Regions from separate parts of the Rattus norvegicus genome. Here region 2 is linked to region 1. Evidence: chromatin contacts called from public Hi-C data. All regions are on one chromosome and are shown on one strand. The core of a region is the stretch at or near the end of the contact, and the rest is flanking DNA. Distances in the headings are between cores, read along the strand shown. Region 1 has its middle 47 kb from the start of Plb1. Region 2 overlaps Babam2 (BRISC and BRCA1 A complex member 2).

The links. A called contact is a pair of places that touch in the nucleus more often than the background predicts.
Region 2: a Hi-C map of the A7r5 cell line shows a contact between it and region 1, with 4 times the contacts expected there. The contact joins two enhancer-like sites. A contact is called at or near these places in 3 of 12 Hi-C or Micro-C datasets (the A7r5 cell line, Schwann cells and mammary epithelial cells).

The regions. Positions count from the first base shown.
Region 1 is chr6:29,975,241-29,979,675 of GRCr8, forward strand. It overlaps the pseudogene Pym1-ps2. Among named protein-coding and RNA genes, the nearest start is that of Plb1, 47 kb to the left of the region's middle. Within about 2 kb of position 1,936, at least 8 of the 93 cell types and tissues checked have an H3K27ac peak or open chromatin away from gene starts, as enhancers often do. A contact at or near this core is called in the A7r5 cell line, where this site is marked.
Region 2 is chr6:30,134,736-30,139,170 of GRCr8, forward strand. The region is part of intron 10 of Babam2 (BRISC and BRCA1 A complex member 2); the gene reads right to left. Among named protein-coding and RNA genes, the nearest start is that of Fosl2, 98 kb to the left of the region's middle. Within about 2 kb of position 2,591, at least 29 of the 93 cell types and tissues checked have an H3K27ac peak or open chromatin away from gene starts, as enhancers often do. A contact at or near this core is called in the A7r5 cell line, where this site is marked.

The sequences.
Region 1 (4,435 bases), core at 686-3,185:
CAACACATGCCAGCCGTGCGTGTTTCCATTCCTGGCTAAGTGCCCTGTGGTATGTATGCAAACTGCACTAGTAGATCCCCTCCCACTGGCAGAGCCCTCTGTGAGCTGTTTGTACTTGCCTCAGCTCCTTCGATCCTCATGACAAGTCCATGAGATAAGCGTCATTAGGTCCCATTATCCCCAATTCACAGATGAGATAACTGAGGCACAAAGGGTTCGAACTGCCCAGGGCCACATTGCAGGTGAATGGCAGAGGCCGAGCTCAACCCCAAGCTCTCTCTCCAGACTCAATGCTTACAGGCACTTGTGTGAGGCTGGCTATGCAAAGCTCAAGGATGAGTGTGAGAGTGAGTGTGGGCAGGAAGACTCGTGTCGAGCCAAGGCACTGAGGAAGGGGCAGGTGGGCAGGAAGAAAACAGAGCCACCTGCTATGGTGTGAGGTTCTGGGCTGCTCTGGTGAGCAAAGACCAGGAAGAAGGTCCTCGAAAGGGGCCCCTGGTGACCCCAGCAGGGGAGCATCTGCAGGAAGTGCATGGCCTCATATATGACTGCCACTCTCAGGCCCAGACATGCCTAGCTCCTTGCAGGTTCCTCACGGGGCACAGATGCCAAAGACGTGGGCAAACAGGTTTGAGGAACACAAAACCAACCCGAAGCTTTCTCCTCTCTCTTGGACAAGGCACCAGGCTTGAGCCATCTCCCCTAGGCTGCAAGAATTCTTTCTAAATGGTGTCTGTCCCCCTCTTGTCTTTGCTAAAGTCACTTACAAGCCTCTGGATCAAACCTACATACACACAATGTTCAAGCCACACAGACTCTGCCCTCCCCTACCCCTGGAAGCCCATGGTAATCTATTTCTATCATTCCCCAACTCCCACCTCTGCCTTCTGAGATCCATATGGGGGCCTTCTGAGTTCTGTCCTGCCATTTCCTGTTTCCTCTTCCTGAGGCACCTTCATACTCTGCTCACTGTCTGAGGTGGTCCCTCTACCCTGGCTCTGGTCACTAGCACCTTCCCTGTGATTGGCAGCTTCACAGGGTGGACCTCAAGGCCCTGTACCTGTACCAGACCTCACTTGGTTTTAGGGGTATCACAGCTGCTGGTCATCCTGGACCAATTCCCATCAGAGATCCCTGATCCTGCCAGAAGCCAGAGGTTGATGGGGATGGAGGCTTCGAGGAGGAAATGGAGGGCGGAGTGTGCAACAGAGGCATGGAAGGATGCTCGCCCACACCTGCTGGACACTCAGCAGGGAAAAGGTCACCTCAGTTAGCATCAGGACACGGCTAGTGGACAGGAGGACCACTTCAAAGGCTGACACCAAAATGGTCTTGTCTCAGCGACAGTGAGCTTTCCCTTGTCTACTCCCTGCCCTGGCAAGGTCCTAAATTGCCAGAGGAGGGATATCTGGACCATTCACAGGCCAGAATGCTGAGTTTGCTGTTCACGCCACATGACTGAGCCCCAGAAGCACCCTCCCAGCCCATGTAAAGACCAGACCCCTCGTTCCTGCTTCATTGACAGCTCTGGGTGCACCTTATCCTGTCTGAACCCCTGGAAATGGGCTCCCAGAGCAACACCAGATTGCCGACTGCTCCTAAGAGAGACTAATAGTCAATCATTGACCACATTAGCCAATGACTCCTTACTCTTTCCTGCTAAGCACTTACATGTTATCTTGGTGTCTTCACCAGGCTGTTTCCTGAGAGGGTTCTGGAGGTTACAGCGAGATGGTTCTAAGCTTAGATAGAATGACCACATGACTTACCCAGCCTGGAATAGTCCCATCTTGTGTCTGCCATCCCAGAGTCATTACTGACATGCTCGGTGTCCTAATCTGATTCTACATTGGGTGACCCTCTCATGGGCCCTGCTCAGAGAGAACACAGTGTGATGTTCCCTAGAGGAGCAACGGGGCCAAAAGAGTCAGACACCAGAGGGCACCAGTGAGCTGTGTTTGTCTGGCTTGTCTCTGGCAGGGCCCAGGTCCTGCGGGAGGGTAGGTGGAGACCAGCTGAGGAAGTGCCCAGCCAGCTTCCTGACAGAGCTCCAGTTCAGGCCTGCTGCAACCCAACTGGGTCCACCTCTTCCATCTGCCCTGAAGAGAGAACCCAACTAGGCATGAGAGTCCAGGAGGGAAGGGAGACACTAGTCCCAGTCCATCCAGCCTGGCCAGCCTCCTGTCAGACCCACCTTGGGCTCCACAGTAGGCTTAGAACACTCTGACTTAGATGGAATTGGATGCAGCTGTATTTCTGTTATTTCTGTGTGACCTCAGGCGCATTATTAACCCCTCTAAGCGCAGTTGACTCTCTTAACAAGAGTGTCTCCTTCCTTAGGCTGGCGTGAGCTCGTGCTCTAAAGAACAAGAAGCCTGTGGCTCCGTTCCTGGCACCGAGATGAATATTTTTGGCAAAGAAGCAGGCAGCTGTATGACAGAAGTCACCTCAGTGTCAGACAGAGCCTCGTTCAGATGGACAGACACCTATGCATAAGGTAGAGAACAGACAGACACCTGTTTGTCCAATATGGTTCCAGATGGCACAACTATTAATAACACCCTCTTCCCTCTTGTGGTGTCCCAGTTTGAGGATCAACTCCATAGTGCTACCTACAAGGCATCAACTATGTGCCAGGGTTGGTGACAGGCATGGGGGATGAGGAGGGAGATGGTGTCCCAACTGCCAGATCTCACTGCTCCTCGAGGACACAGACCAGGAAATGAATCGGGAAGGTGGGGTTGGCCATACTGCTGGAAGTCCCCACAAGAACCTGCCAAGAGACATCTTAGGATAGATGGACCTGTCTTGGTTTATTCAGAATCGTAGTATTTTAGTATTTTTCCAGCTGTAGAAGCTACATAAAAAGAATCACTATGTAGCTCATGGCAATCCTCCTGCCTTGGGTTCCCAAGCACTGGGGATTTTTTTTTAATTACATGTATTTATTTGTCTCTGTGTATGCTGGACAAACAGGCGTGCGTTCTCTACTTTGTTATAGGGGTGCAGCTACGGGTGCAGGTCAGAAGGGGACAACTTGTAGGAGCTGGTTCTCTCCTCCTACCCTGTGGGTCTCTTGGTCAGATTCAGGTGGTCAAGCTTCATGGTAACTGCCATTTTAGGCTGAGCCATCTGGTCAACCAGCACTGGGATTATTACAGGCATGGGCCATGTCCAACTAGAAGTGGTGCTAATCCATTTTCTGCAACACACACATACACACACACACACACACACACACACACACACACACGTTAAAAGAATTACTTTCTTATAGACATCTTTTTCCCCCTTTGGTCATGGTTTCTGTCCTCTTGGAAAGTGCAGGAACATGGTTGTGGTCCAGGGCCACACTCTGAGAGGAGCTACCTCTTTGCTCCACACTAAGGCCAGAAACACCTCATGACATTGAGGGGGAAGAATGGGGGAAGGGAGAAAATGATGGACGAGGTTATAGTGTGCTCTGAACTAGCCAGGATCCTCCTGGGCATCTGAATTGTTTTACAGGAGGACAGTGCCCTGATCCAAGGTCTAGAGACAGTCACATGCCGATCCTAGAACCAGGGATGCTTGCGAGGTGCAGGCATCTCAGGGCCAAATCCCTTACCAGCATCCCACAGTGGACTCTCCCAAGCCCCTGCCTTGTCTGGACGCTTCCTTGGTCCTTCTGAGCTAGGTCCTCTCTGAGTCCTGCTCAGCTAACTTGAGGGCACCCACTGCTGGGCAGCAAAGTCTCCTTGTCCATCCACCAATGTCACTGGGGAACTTTGTCCTGCTTCTCAGCAGAGCATGTCCTGACCCCATCCCACAATATCCTGGGTGACTGCATGAAAACCCCAGAGCTCCCCAGCACTGGAGGAGGTTTGCCTTATTTAGACATGGTGCCCTGGAGGAAGGAGAAAGGGAAGGAGGGGGAGGGGATGACAAGTAGATAGGCACGACGGAGAAGGAAGGAGGCTGGAGGATTCTGGGAACCAAGGGTCATGATGACATCATCACAGGAGGGTTTTGCTGGGGTCAGTGGGTGGGGGCGGGGTCCAGTGGCTGGGGCCCGTGGTGACTCATTTATAGGAATGGGCTTTGTGTCTGCAGCAGTCATTTATTTAGTAAGCCATTAATTGTTTCAACACTCGTTTATTGAGTTGTTATTATGCTTCAGGCCCAGGACCAGGCTTCAGAAGACAGATCACTGCCAGGGCCAGGAGGAAGCTCACGGCCCAAAGGGGAAAGATGAGGCCACTGCTATGTGTGGGTGTGTACAGGATTCGGAAGGACCTGAGACAGGCATTCTAGTGTGTGGCAGACAGAGGCAACAGGAGGTAGTGGCCAAGAAAGACTCCAGCGGGAGGGAAGGTAGGGAACGGGGGAGGCCTAGGGTATAAATATAGGTGGAGGGGGAGAGGGAGGAGGACGGAAGGAGAGGTGAGCAGGAGGA
Region 2 (4,435 bases), core at 1,341-3,840, 160 kb after region 1:
CATCTTGTTCTCCACGTGGCCTCCCTGGCATCAGCTCTACCAGCTACCATCTGTTCCCTCTCCCTTTACTTCTCTAAACTCACAAAAGAGGACTGGCAACAAATTCCAGAACCTGCTCTTGCTTGACTTTTGTTTATCTGTTTGGTGGTCCTTACCCTACCCACAAACCCCACAACCATCACTGCAATGATGCTTCTCCTTGTGCTTCCCCTTCCTATGCCCTCCCTCTGGATGCCCCTCTCCTGGCTCACTTACCTTCAGCCACGTAGTGTTTGCCAGCGATTTTCTCTTGCCCTTCTCCAGCTGTTGGCCATACCATTAGTGCCGGGGCTTCAAACTGCCATCCCAATGTGGTCACACATCTTGTTACATCTACTTTGTGCGACTTACTGAACATCTGCACTGGCTTAGCACACAAACACCCCAGACTCAATACATCTAAACTCATGCTCATCTTAATGACTTCTGATCCTCTTCTTCAGTTTCCAGACTCCTAGGCTAGCCAGGCTCAGAATTACACAGCACTCTACAAGTCCTCCCTCCTCCTCTCCCCCAAATCTGAGTGCTTACCAAGTTCCAATTTGCTTCTGATGTATTTCTGGACTTTGTCCTTTCCTCTCCTGACTCCCACAGTTTTAGAACCTCACATTCTCTTGCCTGAACTAGTTACCAAAGTGGTTTTTCTACCCCCAGCCTCTCCCACTTGCATTGTCCTCCCCTCTGCCATCATACTTGGGAGTCTGAGACAATGCCACATCCATGTTTAACATCCCTCTCGGCCTTTCGATCAGTAAGATGACATATTTTGAATACCTGACGTACATGGTTCTTCCTAATGAATCAAATTTCTTTTCTCTCTCATCTGCCCATGACATTCTTCACTCGAATATCCAGAAAATTCAATTTTATGGGTTATTTCCATCATCGGGATATACTACACCAGTCACTGAGCACGCTGTGCTGTTCTCTTTGGAACATCCTTGCCCCTTCACCTACAAAACTCATTTACACTTAAGGGCAAGCTCAGGCAGAGCCTTTCTCTAAGATCTCCAGAGGAGGTGTGGCACTCCTGTGTTCCAGCAGTCCACACGTGCATCTGTTACTTGCATGCCTGATTCTCCTTCCCAAGGACAAACGTGTGCACCTCTGCAGCCTCAGGCCCACTGCAGTTGTGTTCACAGTATACACTTCCATGTTTGCTGAGCTGACTTAATGTACATAGGGCTTTCCATGACAACAGGACTTTAGCCTGTGCGTGTCCTGCTGTCCCTGGTAGCAGTACTACTCACTGACACAGCAGGTTTGGAGTGAAGACAACAGATGGTAAAAGAGGCAACTGTCAAGTATCAAAGATGGCTGGAAGTGGCTTGGGATGGGCAGGCAAAGGGGAGAAATACTTATGTTTTTCATTCTGTATCTTTCTGAAGCACTTGCTTTTGCAATCATTGTTGATGTTTCTTTGATAAACACAGTAAAATTCATTGAATGGCTATAAACAATCCAATGATAGGTCTGTGAACTGAAAGGGACCACTTTCTGTACATATAAAAAGACAGGTTATACTTTAAGGACTTAACTTTAAATAAACTGTGTAATTGTGTGATTTATGTGCCAGTGACAACAGGAGCTAAGTGTGTGAGGCTATACCTTGACGACAGTTGGGCCAGCAGAGCTCAGCATCCGAGAAGACAGCGGAAGCCCCGTTGGGTGAGTGTGCACTTGCACTGACCAGGCTGCTCACTACAGAGAAATCTCATATGCATGAGTGGTTGTTTATATTTTTTAAGCATGAGAAAACACTTTAAAGTTGGGGATCGTGGCATGAGCTGATCATACCAGAATTTAGAGGGACAGACAAATGGGTCAGGATTTCAAGTTTGGCTCTACAGAAAGTTTAAATCCAGCCCGGGGCACAGAAGAACCTGTTTTGGCTTTTGTTTGTTTGTTTGTTTGTTTTGTTTTTGTTTGTTTTGTTTTTGTTTTTAAAGAAAGGAAAATACTTGAAGAAAGTATTATTTTATTCTTATAACTCTGACCATAGGTGAAACATGGAGTGGAGAAGCCTCTGTAAGTTTTTTCTTCCAGCTTATGAGAACTAAGATGCTAATATTGTAGGCTACAGATTTTCACACACACACACACACACACACATACACACGCACACGCACACACACACACGCACACGCATGCACGCACACCTGACTAAAGGGCGTGGGTCTTCATGCTGGACATGTGAGTGGAGAAGGAATGAGACTAACTTGCTACTAAAGCAGACTGGATACTTGGGTCAGAGGAGCCAGCGTGAGGATATGCACTGCAGAGTGAAGCAGCAGAATGAAAAGACATTACCCAGCATGGATCATAAATAGATCCTTTGAAAGACCAGAGATGAAGATCAATCAGTCCTTGCTTAAACGTCGGATGGCTGCCTGGGACAAAGGCCTATTTTGCTTTGCTCTGTAATTTCCTCACTAGTTGACTACAAAAGCGAATCAGAATTGAATTCTACTGCTCTGTCTAAATGGGAGCTGAGTCACAGGTACCTGATGCTGTGTCTGCAGACTGAAGTGGATGACTCATGTCTGTGAAATTCTGAGAGAAAGTACCACCCGACCCCTTGCTTAGTCATCTCTTGCATGGATGCTGGGTTCATGAGCTCTGTAAACTATAATGAGCTATCTAGCCTTTTACCATCTCTTTATTCTTTTCTAAACAGTACAAATTACAGCTCTAAAAATAACCTCATCTACGCAAGTGAGTCACTTTGACCTAACAAGCTTCCACAAGTAGTTACCCAGCTAAATTGTAATATTTACTTGTAAAGGTACAAATCTTGCTGTCCTACTAGCTCCCATTTTTCTTAATTCTTCTTCTCCCCCAAGCTTCTGATCAGATTTGGTAAACTGGGGAAAGGAGAAGGGAAGAAGGTTTCAGGGAATGTCAGAAAACCTGACATGCTCCCAATGCCTGTTGCGTTCAGGATTGTAAATAGGGCTGGTGGGGAGGGAATTCACTGAAAGCTGTCCCTGGGGTTGGGATGTTTTTCAGTTGGTAGAGAATTTACAAGACCCAGGGTTCCATGTCCAGCACTGCATAAACTTGGGTGTAGTGGTGGGATCAGAAGTTCAAGGTCATCCTAGGCGACCTAGTGAGTTTGAGGCCAGCCTGGGCTAGAAATCCTGCCAATCAATCAATCAATCAATCAAAGCTATTCCTACCAACATATGAGAACTAGAATTTTAATATTTTTAGCTAAAGACTTTTCTTTTAGTAAGGAGAACATATTGACTATGGAAAGTTGTCTCTTGATAATACTATTTTCTCAAAAGTCCTGGACTGTAAATTTATGACTTTTTTGATAAAAGATGTAGCTGTGCCAATAAGTTTGTATGCATTAAATGTTTACCTTTGGATCCCAGAGACACACACCTAAACTTTGGCACTCACTCCACCGTCCACTCAGCTACTTTCCAACCCTCAGGTCTGACCACTGGCCTTTGGCTTGCCTGGTGAGACTCCCATTGCCAACTTGTTATCAGCCCCACCCCAGGTCTGTACAATAAATTCAACCAGGGGCAGGAAGCAGCTGCCTCCATGGAGCTTCTGGCTTCATAAGTGAGGCAAAGCTGCTCAAATATCAAAGCGCCACTCATCTACACTCTGGCTTTCTCAGGGAGATTGGAAAGGAACAGAATTCCTACTGCCACCAGCCTAACACTTGCCATCACTGTCCCAGCTTCTCTTGGCCTCACCCAGACAGTCATATGAACAGTCACTCCTTGCTGCTGAGGGTGCTTAGGGATAGAATGATGAAATCATTGATTTAGCTGAAAAATTCCCCAGGAAATAGCTACAAAGCCCATTGACTGCTCCGGTCAGGCAGAGGCTGAGTCACCCAATCCTTCCTGACTCCTTGATTTATTCTAACTAGGTCAGTTAGATCACCTGAATCCTGTTCCTCATCCCCTTGAGGGGCTGCCTCTGCTGTCAAGCCCACTGCTTCCTGTTGGGCCTAGTGTTTCCTATAAGGACTTTACTAATCAGCCTTAGCCTCAAGTCCCAGGAGGGCCTGTGTACTATGTTCCAGGGGCTACTTCATGATCATACCTCTCCTTGGGCTCCCACATACTCGGATTCCTTCCAGGATCAGAGACCCTACCTACCCTTTCATCCCTCAAGATAGATGACATATAGCTCCCATAAGCTCTTTTCTCATTGCAAAATGGGAGTACCATGTACCTCTCAGGTTTTGAGGAGGGAAGGGATCTTGTCTGACCAAGTCCAAGGGGCTCCCAACATCCAGAGGCTATGGAGCTTCTGATCAGGGCTTGCCACTGTGGGAGGCTCTGTGCCTAACTATACGTTAGGATATCATTCTACATAGGCTTGGACCTCAGGGGGCCAAGTAGCTGAAATAATGAGACAAGTTCATAGG